Regions from separate parts of the Sus scrofa genome. Here region 2 is linked to region 1. Evidence: chromatin contacts called from public HiChIP or PLAC-seq data. All regions are on one chromosome and are shown on one strand. Each heading gives the region's core, a stretch centred on a gene start, on an enhancer-like site or on the middle of the called end of the contact. The rest is flanking DNA. Distances are from core to core; before and after follow the strand shown. Region 1 overlaps EBF1 (transcription factor COE1). Region 2 has its middle 260 kb from the start of CLINT1.

What was found. HiChIP or PLAC-seq counts read pairs in DNA pulled down with a chosen protein or histone mark.
Region 2: a contact with region 1 is called in an H3K27ac HiChIP or PLAC-seq map of skeletal muscle, with 9 times the contacts expected there. The contact joins two enhancer-like sites. A contact is called at or near these places in 2 of 47 Hi-C or Micro-C datasets (embryonic fibroblasts and heart right ventricle) and 1 of 2 datasets of contacts at active chromatin or transcription factors (skeletal muscle).

Annotation. Positions count from the first base shown.
Region 1 is chr16:64,473,306-64,477,098 of Sscrofa11.1, forward strand. The region is part of intron 7 of EBF1 (transcription factor COE1); the gene reads left to right. Among named protein-coding and RNA genes, the nearest start is that of EBF1, 120 kb to the left of the region's middle. Within about 2 kb of position 1,921, at least 14 of the 83 cell types and tissues checked have an H3K27ac peak or open chromatin away from gene starts, as enhancers often do. A contact at or near this core is called in skeletal muscle, where this site is marked.
Region 2 is chr16:65,235,266-65,239,058 of Sscrofa11.1, forward strand. No RefSeq gene overlaps it. Among named protein-coding and RNA genes, the nearest start is that of CLINT1, 260 kb to the right of the region's middle. Within about 2 kb of position 1,731, at least 12 of the 83 cell types and tissues checked have an H3K27ac peak or open chromatin away from gene starts, as enhancers often do. A contact at or near this core is called in skeletal muscle, where this site is marked.

The DNA of each region.
Region 1 (3,793 bases), core at 671-3,170:
TTGATTGAGCCTTACTGTGCAAATAATACTATTAGTAACAACTGTAGTGGCTAATATTTATTTAATAAATGTCAAGCGATTTGCATTCATTAGTTCCTTGTCTCAGGGCACTTAGCTATTTGACCTAGGATTTCTAAAGACATTTCTAGGCATGTTCCAAAGCCCCGTCTACCCTTTATTATAGAGTTTCAATTAGTTTGTGGTTTGGTCTAGGCTGCTAGTAGCTTATTTTGAATCCTTTTCCCCAAGCCATAAATTGACAATTAAATCCCACATGCCTAGCTCACAGTAGGTACATAGTAGGCATTCAAATAGGTTGAGTGAGCAGGATGCAGTTTTAAAATGATGCAGTCAGGAGCCTTACAGAGATAAATCTTGAATCGGGTACCTTAGATCTTTACAATAATGGCTTGAAGTTATTATTCAGTCCTGTTTTGCTATCCATGTCTAGTGGACCCTTTTTTTGAAAAATTCTAGCAACACTGTTCTGATGAAAATTTTAGTACAAAGCAATAGCAATTTTTCTAAGTCTATCCATGCAGTTCTACACGGTAATCTCAGCTTCTGGCACTATTTTGCTAGGGGTTTAGGGATTACATCATATGTACAAAAACAACATAAAACCTTTAAAAATACAGACCGTGGAGTACTCGAATGTTTGTAAAGTATTTTTAAATGAATTTTTAATGAGTTTTAATATTTAAATATTGTACTGGATTTTAAGTAAGAAAGTTGTTCTCATATTAGATGGTGGTGTACAATATTACTTCATGGGATAACATTTAATTAAAATACACTAATTTATGTATTTGTTTATTAGCTTTATCCCTAAAGCAGAGAAAACCTCTGCATGATTTTATGAAAAATGTAAATGAGGGTTTGGGCATCACTAATAAAGTTAAATTAGCATAGGTAAAAATGTATGCTTTCACTTGCATAACTTTATAAAGTACAACTTTAAGATGTTGATTTGACATGTAATAAAGATCACTATTTGGTGAAAAGAGTAGACTCCCACAAAAACAGCCTTCTATTTTTCTAATTTCCTTTTGGCTTTATTAGGTTTTACCTGATTTGTTCTTGTCTCAAAACATTTTCCCCCCTTTTTTTCCCTGTAATTGCAGGAGTCATTTTGATGCGAGGATATTGTAGTAAGATTTTTTTTTTTTAAACATTTGGAAATAGTTAGCTACCCTCACTCACTATGGTCCTCTTTGGGTATTGATGTAACAAATGAGAAACACCTTATTAAATAGTATATGTTCTTTGCTGATTTTGCTTACCCCTAACTTAGATTTTACGCTCCTCAAGATTGGGGCCTGGTTTTTGTGAACTTTTGCTGTGGTTTTGACATCCTTCATATTTAGAAATAAGCAATTTTACTATAGCTGTAACCTTATTATTATGGAACTAATAATTAGCTTATTTTCCTTTTTTTAAAAACATACTGAACTCTCTTGATATAGACAAGGAGAAAAAAATGAGACAGAATGGAATAGTCTAGCTTTTCAGTCATACTTAACTGTTCCAGATACTAATACACTAACATCTATTGTTTTTACTGTCCTGGGTGCCATGGATATACCTTCAGCGGCATCAGGTTTCCAGTGGAAACGAAAACAGATTCGAACTACATTAAAAGGGAACAGCCCTGAGATATTTTCTCTTCTTCTTCCTTTGTTAGTTATTTATGTTCACACTTCTTCACTTCACTACATTCCTTAGTAAACAGCTTGCAGGGGGGTTGGTGTTTGTTAATGAACTGTCAATAAACACATGTTCTCCCTGACTTCTCAAAAAAAAGGGCTATTTTGGGGGTGAGCGTGCGGGTTTCCAATTCCTGTTCGCACCGTGGAGACAGAGAAGGCATCTTGGCTGAGGACCCGGCCTCGGAGCTGGGCATGGCTTGCCGTCACGTGGTGGGAGCACAGCCTTTGTGCCGGAGGAAAGCGGCAGATTTTGATAGAGAGCGTGCTAGCAGTTGTAGGAAGAAGTGGGGAAACATTTGGAAACCAGGCTGCTAGCATTCCCAACAGAGCTGTAGAAGTCTCTCCAAAGAACAAAAGGCAAACGCGCTCTCAGAGTGAGGACTCGAATTCCTGCTGACACGACAGTGAGTCAAAGGCTGACCCACGTTTGGAGAGAGAAGACGAATAATATCTTTGTCCGGGGAAATGGGGTCCAGTCATTTTCTTTCTCCTGTTCTCAGGCTCTCTTTGGCTCCTCTTTGCTCTCCAGAGCTAAAATCTCCACTGAAGTGTCTAACGAAGCCCTCGTGACTATAAAATACCAAGGGAGAGGAACCTCGGTCATTTGAAAAAATTACACTTTCTTGCCTACCGTGGTCCACTCCAGTGACTTGCGGGCAAAGGCAAAAGAATGATGCTGCAGCTGGAGTCTGGATGCGGTGGAGAGGCCAAAAGTGTGCCCTTTTGTTGCTGGCACCATCCTAGTCTGCAAATTAAACAAAAGAAACTTAGAACAGCCTTTAAAGAAAACTGTTTATAATTTCATTAGTATCATTCCTGCCTTCTATTCATTTTGAAATAAATTGTCCCAAGAGCAACCATTCTGGAAATTTGTGCTTTGGAAAAATAATGTTGAATTTCCCAGTATCCCCATCTGGTGGGATTTTTTTTTTTTCCTTAAAAATTTCATGCATTGTTAGGGAAGAAAAGTGTAGTCTAACTCACAAATGCATCCTTATTCTCATGTATATTTGATACTGGCCCCAGTCTAATCTGATAAAGTGCACTTTGCCTGTGGTGTCTTACAATAAGCTGGCTGCATTAGTGCCGGGAAAAATCAATACCGATTTATAATTTACCATCGAAAAAACCTATCACTTTTTATGACCCTCCATCCTGGCTCATTAATATTACATTAAAACACACACACCCACTGCAACAGGGGGAAATTGTAGCTTGTCAGGTTTACAGCCATAAAGAAACCTTTAATTGGGCTTAGTTTGGGAATTCAGGCACAGATTTTGTTTATTTGTTTTCTTTCTCTATGTGATATTTACCTTGGTGGACTTGGAGATGATGCATAATCTACCTCTTTTTCTGAAAAGAAAGAAGAAAAGCATGACACAGAAATTCTGAAATACACTCGCACATAACTCTCATAATACACATTTTAATTGTACCTAAGAGTATCCTTCCCTGTTTTGCCATAGTCTCCAGACCCTTTTCATTTGCTTTTTTTCTTTTTGTGTGAGGGTGGGGTTTCTTTCTCTGTGCGACAGCCTTCCAGCGGATGGTATTTCTCTTATCTTTTTGGCTTGTCATAGTTGATATTTATTTTCCCCTTCCTCAGATCACGAAGAAGCTAAATGCCATCTTTTGCATTGTCTGTCTCCCAAAGAAAAGATGCATATTTGATATTTCTTCCTCACTGAATGGAGAATATTGCGCTGACCCTGCTTGAGAACGGAGGGATTCTCACAGTGCTTGCCGTACTTCCCCAGCAGAGAACTATAGGGTGTGTGTGTGTGTGTGTGTGTGTGTGTGTGTGTGTGTGTGTGTTCGTTCTCCATTCTTTCCCCTTAAAGAAACCCCCCAAAGAAAAATTAAACAATACTCCTCCCTTAGCTGAGTCTATCAAGTAGCTTTGCCCTCATGTGTTTTTAGACTTAAAAGTCTTATATCTAAATTCTTTCCAGATAATGTCAAAAAAATGATGTCAGTGTTTATATTGGCAGCCACAAGGTGCTCTATTTATTTCATACTATTCACATAGTTTCCAGGGAATTTTTCCTGTTAATATCATGAAGAACCAACCTCAGCACACG
Region 2 (3,793 bases), core at 481-2,980, 760 kb after region 1:
GGGCTCAGAGAGGCTAAGAAACATATGCTGTTTTACACAGTAAAGTGGGAGACTAGGAACCAAAGCGTGGCTCTAGGACCCAAGGGTCCCTTCTGTTAACTTCCATCCTATATTACCTTTAACATGTCTCCCGCTCTGTCCTTCTACAACTTCTGCACCAGTGCCACCAAAAAACATCTTCCAAGAGACAGCAAGCAGGTCACCCCACAGGATCAACATCTCAACTCTTTGGGCTGCTAAGGGAAGTGATTGCCCTAGAAGAGAAGCTGCTGCCTCTGAACTTAGAGCACCATAAATCGAGTGGGGATGAGCTTAGGTGTGGACAGTGGGTTCCTTCTGATGTTCCCAATAGCAGGCTGCCAGCCAACAAGTGGGCAGCTCAGAGCAGCTGCATTTCCAACCAGCAGACCAGGGCAAGCTACTAACGTGTGGACACAACCTCTCCACAATTTGCTTAAAAGCCACACTGTGTTTCCTGGACAATGGCCACAGGCCAAAATACACACGTTCCGGTTTTTACGGCTCTAAGGTAAGCATTCTTTCAATGGTTCTCTCCCTGTTCCCTTGCTGTCTAGTGCATTGTGTTTTGCTCGTTCCTTCTCCTTTTTTCTTTTTTCTTTTTTTCCTTCCCAGCTCTGCTCTCTGCCTCCCTTGCTTCAACCCTCCTGCTTCAAAGCTTGCTAGCCATGATCTCAATCTCCTGCCTTGCTTTTCTGCCACCTCTCCATCACAGAGGTTTTCCTCTCCTTTTGGTCAGGTTTTCTCTAATTACTAGACTTCCTCTCCCTCTGTTTTCCTGTTTGCCTGGCAGAGCCTCCTTCCCCTGCCTTTTAAGTTTCCCGGCATTAGCACCGACTTGAAAGCACCACTCTGGCTTCCTGGTCTTCTTGTTCCCCCGCTGGTCCATCCTCTCTCCTCCACCATGGCTTCCCTGCACGGCCCTTTCCTTTCCCTCTGGACACCTGGTCCCATGCGCCCCTCTCACCCTCCCCATCCCCTTCACCCTTCACCTCTGTTCTTTGTTCCTTTGTCTCCTGTCTTTCCTCAGCCCTCCCATCCCTCCTCCTAGGTCCCCTCTCCCGGTTTCCATCCCCCTAACCTTATCTTTGTTTTCCTTCCTTCTGGCTGCTGATAGAGTGGGAGTAGTTGCAGGCTGCATCCCTGATTTCACATGCAGACCCAGAGCCAGCATGTCAGTCTAATATTAACATTGCCCAGAGAAAGGGGGTCTTGGTCCCTATAAGCAATTTCGCCGTGCAGCTTGGAGCTGAGCTAGAAGGCTTTAGAATAAAGCCATGAGAAGTCTGAGGCATCCCGCTTGGCAGGCAGCATGGAGAAAGGACCGTTTCCTTTTCCCACTGATCTCGTTTAAGTCAAGGCCAAAGACCAGGGCTGAGACCAGGGCTGAGACATTTGTAAGTTGTAGCCTTGGGGTGGGACCTCAGTGACCTGCCCTGCTCCTTCACAACACACACACACACACACACCCACACACACACACACACACTTCTTACTCACATCTGTTCAGAGCAAAAGGCCCTGTGAATTTTCACATGTGGTGTATGAAACAAAAAATAAGATCTATAAAGGGAACCAAAACCAGCACAAAGGAGATACTGCTGCTGAGGAAAGGGCTGTGCTCCATCCCCTCTGCCTCTTGCCCCTCAGTTCTTTTCAACTTCAGTCGTTCCTGTTTCCTTGACTGAGCCCCACTGGAGCATAGCGGGCGTCTTTCCTTAGAGGACAGCGCCATCTAGCAGGTGAAATGCCAAACCCTGACCATGGAGCCTGGAAACAAACTAGTCTCCCAACCAGTTCCCAGCTTCCCTGTTTTTAACTGTTGGCCAGTCAAACCCCATTTAGTCTGAAATAGTGATTTAACAATTTGGCCTTGTTGGAGATTTGTCCATTTCCAACCACCTCTATTTCTCCAGGCGTGACTGAGTTTCAGTTTGCGGCCTTAGTTTATCGAAAAGGCAAAAAAGTTCTAGAACCCACAGACTGCCTGATGCTAGGGAGCTTCAGGTGACTTTTCTAAAGAAAAACAAAAAAGAACATCTTAAAAATATCTGAATGGCTCAGGTGCCCTCTGGAACTCCGCAGCAATATTTGCTTCTCTTTCCTTTTTCAATCATTTCATCCCCTTCCTCCCTTTCACAGTTACTGAGTGCCTGCTGTGTACCTGGCACTATGCTAAGTTAAGTAAGAGACAGCTCCTCTCTGCAGAGCATCATAGTCCAATGAACTCAGATGTTAGACCCCTGAGTTTGCAAAACCTCTGATCTGGGATGGGGTCTTTGTAAACCTAGCTGTGCTAAGGGTCCGGGGAATAAAGGAGAGAAGACAGTCCCAACACCCCCACTTTCTACCTCTATCCAAACAGTTTTATGCTTATCCAGGTTTTACTTCTTGAAAATTTTGTTTCAATAAGCTTCTATTTTGAAGCTTAAGAAGTATTTTGAAGACTTCTGCTCCAATCTAAATGTCTCACTCCATGGATTAGGATATGGGGTCCAGAGAAGTTTAAGGACTCATTCAAGGCCATAGAATTAGGGCAATAGCTCTCCAAGTTCTACTTTCCTGGGTCCTTGACAATAAGGACAATGAGACCCACCAGGTCTTTACAGCCAAAGTGAATTCTCTGATTATTTTATATTTTTGTTTGCTTCTCTCCTGGCAAGACTCCATGGAGGCAAGGGATGGTATACAAGCCTCCTAGGACTGCCATAGGCACAGTGGGTGCCTTCAGCAATGAGAGATCTCTTTTCTTATACTTCTGGAGGCTAGAAGTCCAAGATCATGGTGGTGACTTTCTGGAGTTCCCGTCGTGGCACAGTGGAAACGAATCCGACTGGGAACCATGAGGTTGCGGGTTCGATCCCTGTCATCACTCAGTGGGTTAAGGATCCGGCACTGTCACGAGCTGTGGTATAGGTTGCAGACACAGCTCAAATCTGGCATTGCTATGGCTGTGGTGCAGGCCAGTGGCTACAGCCCCGATTCTATCCCTAGCCTGGGAACTTCCATGTGCCATGGGTGTGGCCCTTAAAAATAAATAAATAAATAAATAAAGGTAGTGACTTTCTTCTGAAGGCCACGAGGGAAGAATCGATTCCAGGCCTTTCTCCTCAGCTTGAGGATGTGTCACCATTTCCCTGCATTTTCATGTAATGTTCCCTCTGTGTGTGTTTCTGCCCAAGTTTCCTCTTCTTATAAGGATACCCACCATATTGGATTAGGGCTCTTCCTAATGAACTCATTTTAGCTTAACCCCCTATGTAAAGACCCCATCCCTAAATTCATTCTGAGGTACTAGGGGCTGGGACTTCAACACGAATATTTTGCAGGGACACCATTCAGCCCATAACAGATGGCAAATAGTTTTCATTTCCCTTGCAAACTTTGATCGATTGATAGTGACTTCCAGACCCTCTCCCTGCCAAAAAGGTTGAAAAGGATTCTAAAGCTGAGTCCACCTATGTCCCAGGTCAAAAATGGGGACAGTGACGGGGTCCCAGTTTTCTGGGCTGCTAGGTCGTTCCTGGCTGCAGCTGAGGTGGCCTATGATAGGTGGCACCCACATCAAGGAGGGCTCAGCTTGTACGTGGAAAACCCTCCCTGCTTCATGATACTCCGCAGGGTGGGAGTGAGCATTCTCAGCATCTTCCTGAAGTCTCACCATGGAGAGGAAGAGAGACCTGAGTTCATTGCCTGCCCCCCCATCTTTGCATCAGGTCCAAGACCTTTCCCTGGGAAGATGGTAGCAGCGTCAAATCAAGTGCCTAATCAAGTA